2 separate regions of the Ovis aries genome follow, and region 2 is linked to region 1. Evidence: chromatin contacts called from public Hi-C data. All regions are on one chromosome and are shown on one strand. The core of a region is the stretch at or near the end of the contact, and the rest is flanking DNA. Distances in the headings are between cores, read along the strand shown. Region 1 has its middle 300 kb from the start of TRNAR-CCU. Region 2 has its middle 45 kb from the start of FLI1.

Region 1 (3,405 bases), core at 564-3,063:
TTTTCTGTCAAGTGTCTGAAGTGTTATTATGCCCAGGAGGTTGGCCAGCTGTTCCCTGTATCTCCTGAGGACAAAATAAAGTAAATAAGCTTAAAGCATATGAAGAAGCTGGAGGAGAGTAATTTCATAGGCTAATGAGTAAGAGGAGTATTCTAGCTATTTTGGGGAAGGGTTGGAGATTTCCAGGAATTGGGCCGCCACCCACTTTTTGGTCTTTATGGTTGACCTTGGAACTGTCATGACACCTCTGGGCGTGTCATTCAGCTTACCAATGTGTTACAGTGAGCACATGGGTGTGTGCACGCTCAGCCACCTCAGTCCTGTCTGGCTTTCTATGACCCCATGGACTTCAGACCACCATGCTCCTCTGTCCACAGGATTCTCCAGGCAAGAACACTGGAGTGGGTTGCCATTCCCACCTCCAGGGAATCTTCCTGACCCAGGGATCAAACCTGCGTCTCTTGCATCTCCTGCATTGCAGGTAAATTCTTCAGCATTGAGACACAGGGGAAGTCTGCATTGAGCATATACTGAGACTCAAGACGTAGCAGAAGTTGACTCACCCGCCATCTTGGACCTATTTGGTTTTAATCACTTACGTCCTATCTATGGCTATGTCACTCTTTTAAAGATTGTGCCCTGCCCCCTTCCCTCCTGTTTCAGAGGTAGTCTGGTCAGAAACCCCTAAGCATGTGGAAGGATCAGGGTAGACCTTCTTCCAATTGAAGCAGTCACTGGCAGGGTGGGCTGTCTCTGGATTTGTAACAGAAAGGGAGAGCTGCTATCACTTACATGTGGAGTCTAAAAAGATATCATACACATGAACTTACTTACAAAATAAGAAGAGACTCAAAGACTTACAGAATGAACTTATGGTTGCCAAGGGTTAAGGATGGGGAGAAGGGATAGATAGGGAGTTTGGGATGCACATGGACACACTGCTATATTTAAAATGGATAACCTACAAGGACCTACTGTATAGCACAGGGAACTCTGCTCAATGTTATGTGGCAGCCTGGATGGAAGGAGGGTTTAGGGGAGGATAGATATATGTATATGTATGGCTGAGTCCCTTTGCTGTCAAAACTAGCACAACATTGTTAACTGGCTATAGTGGAAGTTACTCAATCATGTCTGACTCTATGTGACCCCATGGACTGTAGCCTGCGAGGCTCCTCTGTCCATGGAATTCTCCAGGCAAGAATACTGGAGTGGGTAGCTGGTCCCTTCTGCAGGGGATTTTCCCAACCCAGGTTTTGAACCCAGGTCTCCCACTTTGCAGGTGGATTCTTAATCGACTATCAGTTCAGTTCAGTCGCTCAGTCATGTCTGACTCTTACCCCAATGCAAAATTAAAAGTTTAAAATAAATAAATATGCAAAAAAAAAAAAAAGAGAAGAAGAAGAAAGAAAGGGGAATGCTGTAGGGAATTCAAGACAGAGTAGGGGGTGGACCCAGTGTCCTTTAAGGTCACTTCTCTCCAATTTCAGGCCTAGGAGTCAGCCTTCCTCATCTTCCTGGCTGGGAGTGTTCCCTGGAGATCATCAGTTAAGAAAACGAGCTCTGTATAAATACGTCCGTGCCCATGTAGGGTCTCAGGACACGAGTCATAGTGACACCAGGGCTGTTCTTTGGGGATGCAGTCCTCCCCATCCTGGCTCTGAGAGCCATGGTTCCTCCCCCCTCACCCCCTGCCCCCATTTCCAGCTCACAAAAGCATCATGGCTGCCAGGCTCTGATTAAAGGCCTCCAAGGGGCCAGCACTTGCAGGCTGTCTTCTTTCCCTCCAGCCCCACCCTCCCCAACATTCCAGTGTCCCCTCCCTCTTCCTGTTATTGTCCTGTTCCTTTCTGATAAGATTGCATTTGTCCCCCCAAAGAGGAACGTTTCTTTCCTGTACGTTAATAGTTTTCAAAGGCACACTAATGAAAAGATCTCTATCCTAACACCAGATAATTTATTCTAAGTGTTAAAGGACCAAGAGGAAGAGAAGGCCTGATTCTCCTTTAATCACTTAGGAAGCATTTGACAGACAATCACCAAGCTTGTAACTCTGGTTTCCAAATGCGGTTTTGTTTTGGCTACAGGGAAAGGAACTGCATTTTACAAGCTAGAGTTAATGGTTCAGCTAGAAAGGAGAGTCAGAAGATGCAGGTTCTGAAGTTAATTTTGCTACTGTACTGAGAGGCTCACATATGGTTGGCTGGCAAGTTCCTTCTTATTTGGGCTTCTCAAGTGGCTCACTGGTAAAGAATCTGCCTGCAGTGCAGAAGATGCAGTTTTGATCCCTGGGTCAGGAATTTTTCCCTAGAGAAAGAAATGGCAACTCACTCCAATATTCTTGCCTGGGAAATCCCATGGGCAGAGGAGCCTGGAGGGCTAAGTCCATGGGGGTGGCAAGAGCTGGGCACGACTTAGCGACTAAAACCATCCACTGTCACCACGCTTTTACTTACTTGAGCTTCCTCGTTTGTGACATGGGGGCCATCTATGTAGTTCAGGGTTCTTGTGAGGGTTAGTAACATAGCCTGTCCACCATGTTTTTTAAGTGGAGAATATCAGTATAAGGTAGTTTGCTCATATAAATATGTAAATTGGGACTCAAGTTGAGATGCATGAACTCTAGGAAACAGGTCCCACAAAGGGCCTGTTTGTGAAAGTCAGCATCATCTTTGTCCTCCAACCCAGCTCCCAGTCAGTCAAACTTTGTTTAAAAATATTGTAGAAGTCTGCTGAAGCCCTACTACATGGAAAACAGTCCTTAGCAATCTACCATAGAGCACATGGAACTCTGCTCATTGCTATGTGGCAGCCTGGATGGGAGGGGAGTCTGGGGGAGAATGGACACATATAAACGTATGGCTGGGTCCTTTCTCTGCTCACCTGAAACTGTCACAACATTGTTAACTGCTTACAGTAGTTAGTAGTGTTAGTCGCTCAGTCCTGTCTGACCTTTGAGACCCCATGGATTGTAACCTGCCAGGCTCCTCTGTCCATGGGATTTTCCAGGCAAGATTATTGGAGTAGGTAGCCATTTCCTTCTCCAAGGGATCTTCCTGACCCAGGGATCAAAACCAGGTCTCCAGCATTGCAGGCAGATTCTTTACTGAGTTTCAGGGAAGCCTCCTCTCCCCCAGTACAAGATAAAAGGTTAAAAATAAGAAAAAAAAAAAGAGAGAATGGTCTTTAGAAATCACTGTACAGATGGCAAAACTGAGTCTAACCTCTCACCTCTCGAGTAATAAGAGAATGATTTCAACTGGTGCATCTTTTAACAGCAAAGTCAGTACTAGAATTCAGTGGAAACTTGAGCCACCTGGGCTGTGCTCTTTCCAGTCAAACATGCAGTTTCTCCCACCAGGAATGTGATTGCTGTGTTGCCCTTTAAAGACATGTTAGATATAA
Region 2 (3,405 bases), core at 658-3,157, 510 kb before region 1:
GGGGGCTCCAAAATCACTGCAGATGGTGACTGCAGCCATGAAATTGAAAGATGCTTGCTCCTTGGAAGAAAAGCTATGACCAACCTAGACAGCACATTAAAAAGCAGAGATACTACTTTGCCAACAATGGTCAGTCTAGTCAAAGCTATGGTTTTTCCAGTAGTCATGTATGGATGGGAGAGTTGGACCATAAAGAAAGCTGAGTGCCAAAGAATTGATGCTTTTGAACTGTGGTGTTGGAGGGGACTCTTGAGAGTCCCTTGGACTGCAAGGAGATCCAACCAGTCCATCCTAAAGGAAATCAATCCTGAATATTCATTGGAAGGACTGATGCTGAAGCTGAAACTCCAATACTTTGGCCACCCGATGTGAAGAATGGACTCATTGGAAAAGACCCTGATGCTGGGAAAGATTGAAGAAAGGAGAAGAAGGGGATGACAGAGGATGAGATTATTGGATGGCATCCCCAACTCAATGGACATGAGTTTGAGCAAGCTCTGGGAGCTGGTGATTGATAGGGAAGCCTGGCGTGCTACAGTCCATGGAGTCGCAAAGAGTCGGACACGACTGAGCGACTGAACTGAACTGAACTGATGTTCAGGTACTCTGTGGAGACCAGGTAATGCCGAGTGAAGGGTGGAAAGACTTATGTCAGTGGAGTGTTGGGGGAAGGGGGTTGGAATTTTGCGGAGGAGGGGAACACACAGCCCTCGGTTGCTCTGAGCTGGGGTCAGACTGGACTCTGGTTGAGGGCTGCTGAGTGAGGGGTATGAAGGTGGGTGCATTCTTGGAAGGACGCAGCATGATTCCTGCCTGCTTGGCTCCTGTTCTTTATTCCTATCCCTTCTTCCAGGGCTAGAATCCACTAGAATCAACCCGTGTTTGCTCATTAGAGCACCTAGTGTGTACAAGCCACTGGGAGGTACACAGTTGTAAGCTGCAGGCCCCATTCTTGAGCTTAGGCTGGGGAGGGATAAGGTAGCGCTAGTGGCAAAGAAGCCGCCTACCATTGCAGGAGACGTAAGAGATGCAGGTTCGATCCCTGGGTCTGGAAGATTCTCTGAAGAAGGGAATGACTACCCACTCCAGTATTCTTGCCTGGAGAACCCCCTGGACAGAGGAGCCTGAGGGGTGTGGTCCATAGGGTCACAAAGAGTCAGACACAGCTGAAGTGACTTATCACGCACGCACACAGACTTATTCCTTTAACGCTATTGAGTGAATGCCTTACTATCTTTAGGGGTGAGGTGGGGGGAAGACCCACACGGCATCACATCGGGTGGTGGCAGTGGCTGTTGTGCACGAGGAGCTGGAGAGCGGGGAGCGCCTGTGGAGCTCACACCGTTCTCCAAGGAGCCGTTGGGAAACCTCACAGAGTGGGGCATCCCTGACCCACAGCCAGGTCCGAGCTGACCACCAGTGCAGCCCCTGGGCCTGGCGCTCCCCACTGCTGTGGCAGGAGGACCTGTGGTCTGCCAGTTGGTTCTGCATACGGACCATTCAGACAGCAAACTGAAAGTGGCTCTTGCCCAGGAAATCCAGTAGATGTGTTGTCCTGGTGACCCGATGGTGCCCTTTAGTCCCAAGGCCCCTGTTCAGGTATCCTCATCCTCCCTTAGACCTTTTCCTGTGATTAGCGAGACAGCAGCTCCCAGCATGAGTGTGTGTCTCTGACCTGTCACCCTCTTTCAGCACTGCTTTCTTTGTTCCCCAGCCATCAGCCAGGAGCTCAAGGGAGGCCCAAAGCCTGACCCTGTCTTGGCCTCCTCCCATCTCAAAGAAAGCCCATGGCCACCTGGCTTTAGAAACCTCTTGTCTGGGGCTAACGGCATCTCACCAACAGTGTCAGCTCCAGTGACGCTGACGTTGGTGGTTAACAGTGGTGTCAAAGTTGCCTGGTGCCCAGATCACGGCTCTGAGTGTCTACCCACCTTGGTTCTTCAAAAACAGGAAGTCACCCCAGGCTGGTGTAAGTCAGCCCCAAACCCAGAAGCTTAGATCTCATTAGCGCTCAGAAAGTTGGTGTAAAACTTGGCAAGTTTGGTGTGTTTTTGCCTCTTCCAGAAGCCTGGGTGTTTCTTCCTGTCCTCACTCTCGGCTTCTTGGTTGAGACCTGGAGGAAGAGACAGTGACAGGGAGGCTGAGCCCAGCCCAGGGGTTTAAGGACTTCTTGCTCTGCCCACAGATGGAGGATAAGGTCTCAGATCCTAGAACCTAGGGGTGCTTGTGTGTTTTTTGGTCCAAACAGCAGCCTCAGGACCAAAGTGATACATCCATGTATTTCACCATTAGGAGTAAAGATACTCTAAAAATACCAGTCGTGCTTTTTAGGAGGAATGCTTTTCACTTTGTTCTAAGCTGCTATTTGGGGGGTAGATCAAGATACAGACACGATGACTCAGGCTGCTGCTGATCAGGGCAGGAAGAAAAGAACAAGACCAGGGGGTCACGCCTGCAGCCTGTGTTCACGTCAGGACAAGAGCATCCTGCGTCAGACGCACAGGCTGAGCCTGGATCATCTCCCCCGGGTCAGGTGACAGGGTGCAGCCCACACATCTAACGGGCATAAGACTTCTCCCCCATGGTCTGCTGCAGGCATACATGCCCTCTGTCTTCCTCATCTTCTAACTTCCATCCACTCTGATCTCTTCGCCTCTTCTGAATCAGAATTCCTTTCTGTGGAAATGAGTGGCCTAGAGGTCTGAGAGAGGGAACATAGAGAATAAATGTGTTATCTTGCTGGTTGTCGCTGAGATGTGGCTGGCACTTCCCTTGCATTTGATGATCAGCTGCAGAGGGCTTCCCAGGTGGCTCAGCAGTGAGGAATCTGCCTGCCAAAGTAGAAGATGTGGGTTCGATCCCTGGGTTAGGAAAATCCCTTGAAGAAGGAATGGCAGCCCACTCTGGTATTCTTGCCTGGAGAATCCCATGGGCAGCAGACTCTGCAGGCTACAGTCTGCAGGATGGCAAAGAGCTGGACTAAGCAACTAAAAATGTCATAACCTGGAAAGGGCTTCACAGGTGAAGCTGACTTCTGGGGAGAGAAAGGGGGATTTGAAACCAAGATCCAAAAAATAAATCCAAGAAAGGGAGGTTGTGGGAAGGATTCATGCTGGATAATCTCTGAGCACTGCTCCCTGCTGGGGGAGAGCAGACTTGCTTTCCCCAGCTCTCTCTGCCCCTCATCTGCCCCACCACCATCCCCAGACTCCCCGTGTGCCATCTTGGAAACAAGCATGCATCAAGGACTCCAGACTCCTCTGGGCTCTGCTGTGCTTTGTGGCCCAGAGGAGGGTGACTGGGTGGGAGAGAAGTCGAGAAACTTTACAGTTTTGTCTGGGGACATTTTCGAAGTCATGTTTTATGAGACAGATCACATCCGATGCAACACGAACCCATGGCCAA

What was found. Hi-C and Micro-C count contacts between places; a contact is called where the count stands out from the background.
Region 2: a contact with region 1 is called in a Hi-C map of liver, with 3 times the contacts expected there. The contact joins two enhancer-like sites. A contact is called at or near these places in 8 of 16 Hi-C or Micro-C datasets (blood, hypothalamus, liver and 4 more).

The regions. Positions count from the first base shown.
Region 1 is chr21:28,928,864-28,932,268 of ARS-UI_Ramb_v3.0, reverse strand. No RefSeq gene overlaps it. Among named protein-coding and RNA genes, the nearest start is that of TRNAR-CCU, 300 kb to the left of the region's middle. Within about 2 kb of position 1,813, at least 3 of the 54 cell types and tissues checked have an H3K27ac peak or open chromatin away from gene starts, as enhancers often do. A contact at or near this core is called in liver, where this site is marked.
Region 2 is chr21:29,440,178-29,443,582 of ARS-UI_Ramb_v3.0, reverse strand. No RefSeq gene overlaps it. Among named protein-coding and RNA genes, the nearest start is that of FLI1, 45 kb to the left of the region's middle. Within about 2 kb of position 1,907, at least 5 of the 54 cell types and tissues checked have an H3K27ac peak or open chromatin away from gene starts, as enhancers often do. A contact at or near this core is called in liver, where this site is marked.